Regions from separate parts of the Mus musculus genome. Here region 2 is linked to region 1. The links are chromatin contacts, called in public HiChIP or PLAC-seq maps. All regions are on one chromosome and are shown on one strand. Each heading gives the region's core, a stretch centred on a gene start, on an enhancer-like site or on the middle of the called end of the contact. The rest is flanking DNA. Distances are from core to core; before and after follow the strand shown.

The links. HiChIP or PLAC-seq counts read pairs in DNA pulled down with a chosen protein or histone mark.
Region 2: a contact with region 1 is called in an H3K4me3 HiChIP or PLAC-seq map of embryonic limb bud, with 6 times the contacts expected there. The contact joins the enhancer-like site here to the promoter of Ddx58 in region 1. A contact is called at or near these places in 14 of 39 promoter capture datasets (the 3T3-L1 cell line, the C10 cell line, the HPC-7 cell line and 10 more), 4 of 484 Hi-C or Micro-C datasets (the HL-1 cell line, Sertoli cells, adipose-derived mesenchymal stem cells and 1 more), 12 of 115 datasets of contacts at active chromatin or transcription factors (bone marrow-derived macrophages, craniofacial prominence, embryonic basal ganglia and 5 more) and 2 of 9 other capture datasets (adipose tissue and liver).

The regions. Positions count from the first base shown.
Region 1 is chr4:40,237,482-40,241,763 of GRCm38.p6, reverse strand. Ddx58 (DEAD/H box helicase 58) reads left to right here and starts at 1,939. Exons shown (of 18, transcript NM_172689.3): 1 at 1,939-2,173. The coding sequence starts at 2,068.
Region 2 is chr4:40,688,946-40,693,227 of GRCm38.p6, reverse strand. Aptx (aprataxin) reads left to right here. Exons shown (of 8, transcript NM_001025444.3): 6 at 2,033-2,259. Among named protein-coding and RNA genes, the nearest start is that of Aptx, 12 kb to the left of the region's middle. Within about 2 kb of position 1,922, at least 8 of the 459 cell types and tissues checked have an H3K27ac peak or open chromatin away from gene starts, as enhancers often do. A contact at or near this core is called in embryonic limb bud, where this site is marked.

The sequences.
Region 1 (4,282 bases), core at 690-3,189:
CCATTTACATTAGTATTAAAGGACATGGAGGAAAGTTAATGTGACGTATAAAAGATTTGTACCCTTAAAACGGTAAGGTACGGCTGAGAGAAACCAGAGACCTAAATAAATGGAAAGAAATGCCATGCTCCTGGAGAAGACTGGTCCTCTGACTGCATCTGTGGGCTCAGCGCAGCCCTGATAAACATCCAGTTGGTAGTTACTTGGTTTTGTTTTTCAATTGACCTGTTGGTATTGGATATGGAAATGTAAAACCCCCCGGCATGGTTTTACACACTTTATAATGAGAAACAAGTTTGGGGGACTCAATACTACCTGATTTCAAGATTTCATTTGCAATCTGCAGTAACCCAGGTGAAGTGGTTGGTACTGTTATAAATGTCAGGGAGTAGAAACAGTTGGAAGAGAGTCAGAAGCAGATCTACACACGTAAAGTCCGTTTTGTCTTTTTCTTTTTCCTGATAAAGGTCCCAAGGCTATCCAGAAACGGTAGGTTTTCAGCATATGTGAGAGTATACAATCAGAAGTCTGGAAAAAGTTGCTGTAGTTTTCGTGTTATATCGAAAAGTTAATTTGAAATAACTGTAGAACCAAGAGTAAAACTAAACGTATGATCACTCTAAAAGAAGCGTTGGATAACTTCCAGAGCTGGTGTGCTGGGTACTTTTAGGTCAATTTGACACAAGCTGAATTCATCATAGAGGAGGGGCCTTCAATTAAGGAAATCATAAGACTGGCCTGTAGGGCTTTTGTTGTTGTTGTTGTTGTTTTGCTTTTTTTTGTTGTTGTTGTTTTGTTTTTTTGAGACAGGGTTTCTCTGTATAGCCCTGGCTGTCCTGGAACTCACTATGTAGACCAAACTGGCCTCGAACTCAGAAATCCGCCTGCCTCTGGAGTGCTGGGATTAAAGGCGTGTGCCACCACACCCGGCTAGGGCATTTTCTTTAAATTTTTTTTTTCACTTTTTTTTTTAACGTATTCACTTTACATCCCACTCACTGTCCCCTCCCAGTCACTTCATGCCCCCTCCCCTACTCAGTCACTTCATGCCCCCTCCCCTACTCTGAGCGGTTGGAGGCCCCTTTGGGTATCAAACAAACACACACACACACACACACACACACACACACACACACACACACACACACACACTGGCATATCAAGTCTCTGTTAGGCTAGGCGCATCCTCTCCCACTGAGGTCAGACAAGACTGCCCAGCTAGAAGAACATATCCCACGGACAGGCAACAGCTTTTGGGACAGCCACGCTCCAGTTGTTTGGGACTCATAAAAGACTAAACTCACACCTGCTACAAAAGTGCAGGGAGGCCTAGGTCCAGCCTGTGTGTGCTCTTTGCTTAGTGGTGTCTCTGAGAGCCCTAAGGATCAAAGTTTGTTGACTCTGTTGGTCTTCCTGTGGAGTTCCTATCCCCTTCGTCCCCCTCCCCACCCTGCAATCTTTCCCTCAACTCTTCTTTAGGCCTGGTGGTGGTGGTGTGGTGGCATGGAGGAGGTGGTGGAGGGGGTGGGGGTCTTTAATCCCGGTTCTTGTGAGACCGAAGCAGGGACGATTTCGGAGCTCTGTGAGTTTGAGGCCAGCCTGGTCTATAGATCTAGTTCCAGGACAGTCAGAGCTACATAGAGAAACCCTGCCCCGAGGGGGGGGGGGCGCGGGGAATGGTTAAAGATTATTGCAGGACCCAGCTGATCTGTGGAAGAGGTAACGGGTGTTTATGTTTTTCGAAACTCATTGAACAATGCACTTCAATTGTGCGCACTTTAGAAATATAAAGCCACCACGCGAAAAGCTGCGCCCCAACTTAAAGGCAATTTCCAAGGTACTTCTGGGTCCTTGCGGTTCAGTGGCTGTCTAGGTTCAGAAACGAAACTGGATCCCCGCCCCGCCCCCCCGCCCCCCCCCTCCCCAGCGCCCTGAGGCAGTTTCGATTTCCTATGGCCAGCCGGCTAGGCAGCTTTTTCATCGGGACTCCTTGGAAAGTCCCCACTTCGTTCATCTCTGGCGGATTTGCGGGAGCCAGGGCGCTCATCGATCGCCTGGAGCCACAGAATGACAGCGGAGCAGCGGCAGAATCTGCAAGCATTCAGAGACTATATCAAGAAGATTCTGGACCCCACCTACATCCTCAGCTACATGAGTTCCTGGCTCGAGGATGGTGAGTGGTCCCCAACTGGGGCTCTCAGGCTCTCCACCTTAGCGAGGGGAAAACATCACTCAGATCAGAAACAATTGAAGGCTCTGCCCCCCCCCCTCCCCCGCGCTGTCCTTAAGTTAATTTGTGTAACCCGGTGTATGTGAGACTCCCAGGCCATATTAGAGTAGACAGCATAGGGATTTGATGGTCAGGAACAAAATTCCTGCAAGCTGTAGTAACTTGCATAAGGATGCCACTCTTTTCTTTCTTTCAATGCTGGGGAAATAGTTTGTTTCTCTTATTTACACCTTCTAGACTGCTGTGTGCCTCCCTTTGTCCTGTCATGAGAAACTGAGAAATCAGAATGCGCCCGCCCCTCCTTAGATTCCTGTACAGAGCAAAGAGCAAGGCTTTGGGCTCGGGCCAAAGGTGGAGGTGGGGGCCGCAGGAAGCAAGAGGACTGACTGACACGCACATTTCTGTCAAAGGATGTTGCTCACAGGAAGTCCGTGGAAGAAAACTTTCTCCAGACTCCGTGTGTTCAGAGTTTAACACAGTTGTTCATATCTAGCTTTGGGGATTTGATTGGTGGATAATAGACTCTTTGTAAATTGCACTGGGTGTTTCCACCTGAGCAAACAGACCTCCCCACCTCACCCCCACCCCCAGGGAGAAGGGAGAGGGCGTTTGAAGGGGTGACCGAGGGCGTGCGGCAGCTACTTTTCATTTTGCCAGTTAAAGCCTAGATGTCTTTCCTGGCGTTGGACGACGGTGGCAACTGCAGGTTAATTCTGACTCTCTTGAGTTCCGAAGCCTAACAGGCTATGCAGAGAGGAGTAAAAGAGCACTACCCAGGGCTACCCACATCCCGGTTGTGTTAGAGAGAAGCAGCAAAAAAGCCCTAATGATTGGGGGCGGGGTCTGAGGAGAGGAAACCCACCCAAGAGGTTTCTTAACACCAGGGTCACTTGCCTTTCAATCCTTTAATCTGATCTTTAGTCATTTACATTAGCATACAAAGTAACTAGTTTCAATACTGAAACAAAGTAACTAGTTTGTTCAGCCATTCCTGCCATTGCTCTTTGTTCTTATTTAATTGCCTCTTCTGTGGCTCTTCCACCCCCTTTACCTGTCCCTCTCTGGATGCCCTCCCCCCCAAATGGTACCCCGTTCTGCTTTCTTATAACATGAGGTTCATCACACTCCCTCCCTCCCTCCCTCCCCCATTTAAAGTATCATCCTTTCCTCTCAGGGTGCCTGTTTTAGTTTCATGAATTTTAGGGTTTTGGTTTTTTGTCTGTTTAGTTATGAGATTTTTTTAAAAATGTGGATTATGTTGAATTTGTAGATTGTTCTTGGTGCTAGAGGCCTTTTTATAGTATTATTTCCACCCATCTTGGGAGATCTTTCTGAAATCTTCCAGTGTCTTCAAGAATTTTTTTTTCCCACTGCCTTAGAAGTTTGCATTGTAGCTATCGTTCACCTCTTTGGTTAGGGTTTGTTGTTATTTGTTTGTTTGAGGCTATTGTGAATAGAACTCCCTCCTTCCCCCATATCTTTCTGGGCCAGGTTGTTCTTAGTATGTAAGTAAGCTACTGGTTTCTGTATGTTTATTTAGAACCCTGCCTCTTGGTTGACTTTTTATGAGGGCTGAGAGTTTGTGGTAGTCTTTGGGGGGTCTTTATAGGATTATATAAGAATCATTTGACTCATTCCTTTCCTATTTGTCTAACTTTTGTTTGTTTGTTTGTTTGTTTTTTTGAGACAGGGTTTCTCTGTATAGCCCTGGCAGTCCTGGAACTCACTTTGTAGACCAGGCTGGCCTCGAACTCAGAAATCTGCCTGCCTCTGCCTCCCGAGTGCTGGGATTAAAGGCGTGCACCACCACACCCGGCCATCATTTCCAAGTTAAAGATTTGATCTACATTAGACGCCGCCACGCAGAAAACCTTGAGACTTGGTGGAAAGGCCAAAGGCCATTAAAATAAATTTTCTTTTTTCTTTCTTCCATTCTTTCCTTTATTCCTTCCTTCCTTTCTTTTTGTTTTCTTTCTTTTCTTTTTCCTTTTTCCTGAGACAGGGTTTCTCTGTATAGCCCTGGCATCCTGGAACTCACTCTGTAGACCAGGC
Region 2 (4,282 bases), core at 673-3,172, 450 kb before region 1:
TCTCTTCTCTAAATGTTATACTATACCCACACTTAATAGCTGTTTCCACATATACGTGCATACATTATAGGCTAGGAGCCATATATATGAAAATTTCCTGATTTTGGATCACCTTGCTTAGTATTATACTTTTTGAGTTCATCCATTTTCCTGTAGATTTTGTGATTTCATTTTTCTTTTGAAAACATTTTTGATTTATTTTAATGTGAAGGGTGTTTTGCCTGTATGTATGTCTGTGCACATGTATGTGCCTGGTGCGTGAGGATGCCAGAAGAGTCCCCTGGGACTGGATGATTGCGGATCACTATGTGGGTATTGGGAATCAAGCCTGGATCCTGGAAGAATAGCTGTACTCTTAAGATCTTCTCTGCAGTGGCCCCCTCGCCCCTTTTTTGAGACAGGGTCTCTTTCTATAGCCTTGGTGTCCTGAAATGCTCTGTAGAGCAGGCTTTCCTCAGACTCAGAGGTGTGTCCGCCTGTGCTTCCTGAGTGCTGGGGTAAGATCATACACCTCCATGCCCAGCCCCTGATTCCCAAATGCACTCCATTTTGTATATATGGCACATTATCCATTCAGGGTTGATGGGCACGGGGGTCATGAAAGAGCATGTAAGCTGTTTCTAGCCTGAGCTTGCATCGCTTTTTCTTTTCGTTGCACATAAGTGCATAGATTGTTATTGATAGTGTTAAACCCTAAATGAAACCCCACAGCCTCAAAATGGCCATTTTAACTATAAAAGTTCACTGAGATACACAACATTGAGTACTGGGCAAGTGTGTGTGAGTAGCTACCTTAATCTGTGCACTGGTTTTTTTTTTTTTATACTTTTTATTACATATTTTCCTCATTTACATTTCCAATGCTATCCCAAAAGTCCCCCATACCCTCCCACCCACTCCCCTACCCACCCACTCCCACATTTTGGCCCTGGCGTTCCCCTGTACTGGGGCATATAAAGTTTGCAAGTCCAATGGGCCTCTCTTTCCAGTGATGGCCGACTAGGCCATCTTTTGATACATAGTGCACTGGTTTTTGATTGTGAGTTTGTTAAAGTGGTTTTATAAAAAGTAACTGGAGGTCGCTTACTTCTTCTTTTTTTTTTTTTTTTTTTTTTTTATTAAAAATTTTTTTTTTTTTTTTTAGATTTTTATTTATTATTATATGTAAGTACACTGTAGCTGTCTTCAGACACTCCAGGAGAGGGCGTCAGATCTTGTCACAGATGGTTGTGAGCCACCATGTGGTTGCTGGGATTTGAACTCTGGACCTTTGGAAAAGCAGTCGGGTGCTCTTACCCACTGAGCCATCTCACCAGCCCGGTCGCTTACTTCTTGAGATGAATATGCTGTCTGCTTTGTCTCCTTTTACCTTCTGGCTGCTGTTAGGAGAGATTGTGGACTGGCAAGAGGGCTTAGTGGGTAAGGGTGCTTGCTGCCAAGGCTGACAACTTGAGTTCAGTCCTGGAATCAACATGGCAGGAGAGAATAAACTCCTTAAGTTGTCCTGTGCTCTCCCCAAATAAATAATAAGTGTTAAAAAAAGAGATTTTGCTAACCTGAGCAAGGTCCTTTTGAAGGGATCATCAGAGGGTGACTGTCGTAATGCTGTCTTCCGACATGTCAGAAGTCATCTTTGGAGGAGCCTTTGAGGCCTGCTTCAGTCAGGGTTCCTTGAGGTCTACACACATGGATGCAGGTCTGTGTTAGAGAGCTGGGGTTGAATTCTGCCTGGGGAGATTTAACATTGAGTTCTTGAGAGCTCTTGTACTGTGTATCTTCTCTGTAGCCTATGTAGTGTGCTGTTTCAAAACCTGGGCTCTGGAGTTTATGGGGTTTGGGTTGGAAGCCTGATTCCTCACTGTGTAATGATGTGACGGGTGTAAGACGCTGGCAGTGTGTCTGCATCTGCTCTACCTCTTAAAACTTTCTCCACCGTGTTTTCAAGTAAGTCAGTGACTGACTGAGCAGACGGCACGTGCACAGAAGGTCCTCAGCTGCTGCCTCTTTCCTTCCTTCCCGCGCTCTCCGCTAGGTTTACAAAGACGACCAGGTGGTGGTGATTAAGGATAAATACCCCAAGGCCCGTCACCACTGGCTGGTCTTACCGTGGGCCTCCATTTCCAGTCTGAAGGTTGTGACCAGTGAACACCTTGAACTTCTCAAACATATGCACGCTGTGGGGGAGAAGGTGATAGCAGATTTTGCTGGATCCAGCAAACTGCGCTTCCGATTGGGCTACCATGCCATTCCCAGCATGAGGTAAGCCTTGGGGTGAGGGTGGTGTATGCTGGTGTGTCCTGTGAGCAGCCTGCACTTGAGTCGCTGAGTAGCCCAGGGGAGGCAATGGGATGTTTGCGAGGCACATGGGCCAAATCTCGTACTTGCCTAACTTGCCTGTGAGCCCAGGTTCCTGCTTCTGCATGTAATTCAGTCCCTTGTAGTTTTATACTTACCTCAGAGGTTAAGCGTTTCAACATGCAAGCTTGATGAAGTAGCTTCGATACCTTAGATGAGGGCTCAGTGGCTTGTGGCTTGTTGACATTCTTGGAGTTACCTTTAATAACTAAATAATTAAGGACCATTGCTCTAAAGGAAACAAAGCATCATGGACTTCTGTAGAAATCAGCTCAGGGTACGCACAGCTTCAAATAAATGAGCGAAAATGTGGGGACTGTACTTCACTGGCTTAGTTGGAGAAGAATTTGGGGCAGAATGGTTGTTTTTCTCCCACAGAGTGCATGTAGGATAAACTCTTTCAATTTATTTGGTCCAAGCAAAAAGAGAATGCATGGGCTATGCCTTTGGGTATGCCTCTGTCCCAACTTTTAAAAAACGATCCTATAATAAACAACAGGAAACTTAGATTGTAAAGGTTTTTATTTTTTGGGACTCTTGTCACATCAGCTTCCTGAGGCTGGGGCTACAGGGGTTTCTACTCCAGATAACCACTTGAATATTTTTGAGATTTATTTTTATTTTATGTGTATGGATGGTTTGCCTGCATGTACATCTATTATATGTGTCCTTGGTGTCCATGGAGGCCAGAAGGGGGCATGGGATCTGTTGGAACTGGAGTTAGAGATGGTTGATAATAATGTGGGTCCTCTGGAGGAGCAACTCCTGCTCTTAACTGCTGAGACATCTCTGCAACCCCTTAGCTCTCCCTCTCCCTCTCCCTCTCCCTCTCCCTCTCCCCCTCCCCCTCCCCCTCTCCCTCTCCCTCTCTCCCTCTCCCTCTCTCCCTCTCCCTCTCCCTCTCCCTCTCTTTCTTTCAGACAGGTTCTCACTCTAGCCCAGGCTGGCCTTAAATTCAGAATCCTCCTACTTCAACTTCCCAAGCGCTAGGATTTCAGACATGTGCCAGCATGCATGGCATGTTCTTTTTTAAAATGTTATTTGAATTTTTCTTACTTATTTGTTTTTCTTCATTAGAATTTAATTATTCTAGATGCAAAGTCCTATCCTATATTATTTACTATGAAATGCCTAATGTTTAATTAGATACTTACTAAGCATTAAATATTCATATGTGTGTGTGTATGCATGTGTATGTGAGGCCACTTGCTTTCTCCCTTATTTATTTTTGTATTTATGAATTTATTTTTTTATTTTTTTTTTTTAAAGATTTATTTATTATTATATGTAAGTACACTGTAGCTGTCTTCAGACACACCAGAAGGGGGAGTCAGATCTTGTTACGGATGGTTGTGAGCCACCATGTGGTTGCTGGGATTTGAACTCTGGACCTTCGGAAGAGCAGTCGGGTGCTCTTACCCACTGAGCCATCTCACCAGCCCCCTGAATTTATTTTTTTGAGACACTCTCTCTCACTATTGCTTTCTTATTTATTTATTTATTTATTTAAGACAGCACCTCATTATTGGTTTTCTATCCATCCATCTGTTTGAGACAGCATCGCACTGTGTAGCTCTGGATGGCTTGGAACTTGTTATGCAAACCAGGCTTCCCTTGAACTTTGAGAGTTCCTGCTATCTAAGCCTCCAGACTGCTGAGATTAAAGGCATATGGGACAGGGGAACCCAGTGAACGTGGGACCTGCTGATTTGTTAGACTGCCTCCTCGGTGCTAGGAGAGTGTGTATTGCTGTGCCTGACTTTTTCACGTCAGTGCTGAAAATTAAATTTAGGTCTTTGTGCTTGCATGATGTCTTGATTAGGGTTGCTGGTGCTGTTATGAAACACCACGACCAAAGAAACTTGATGAGGAAAGGGTTTCTTTGGCTTACCCTTCCATATTGCTGTTCATCATCATAGGAAGTCAG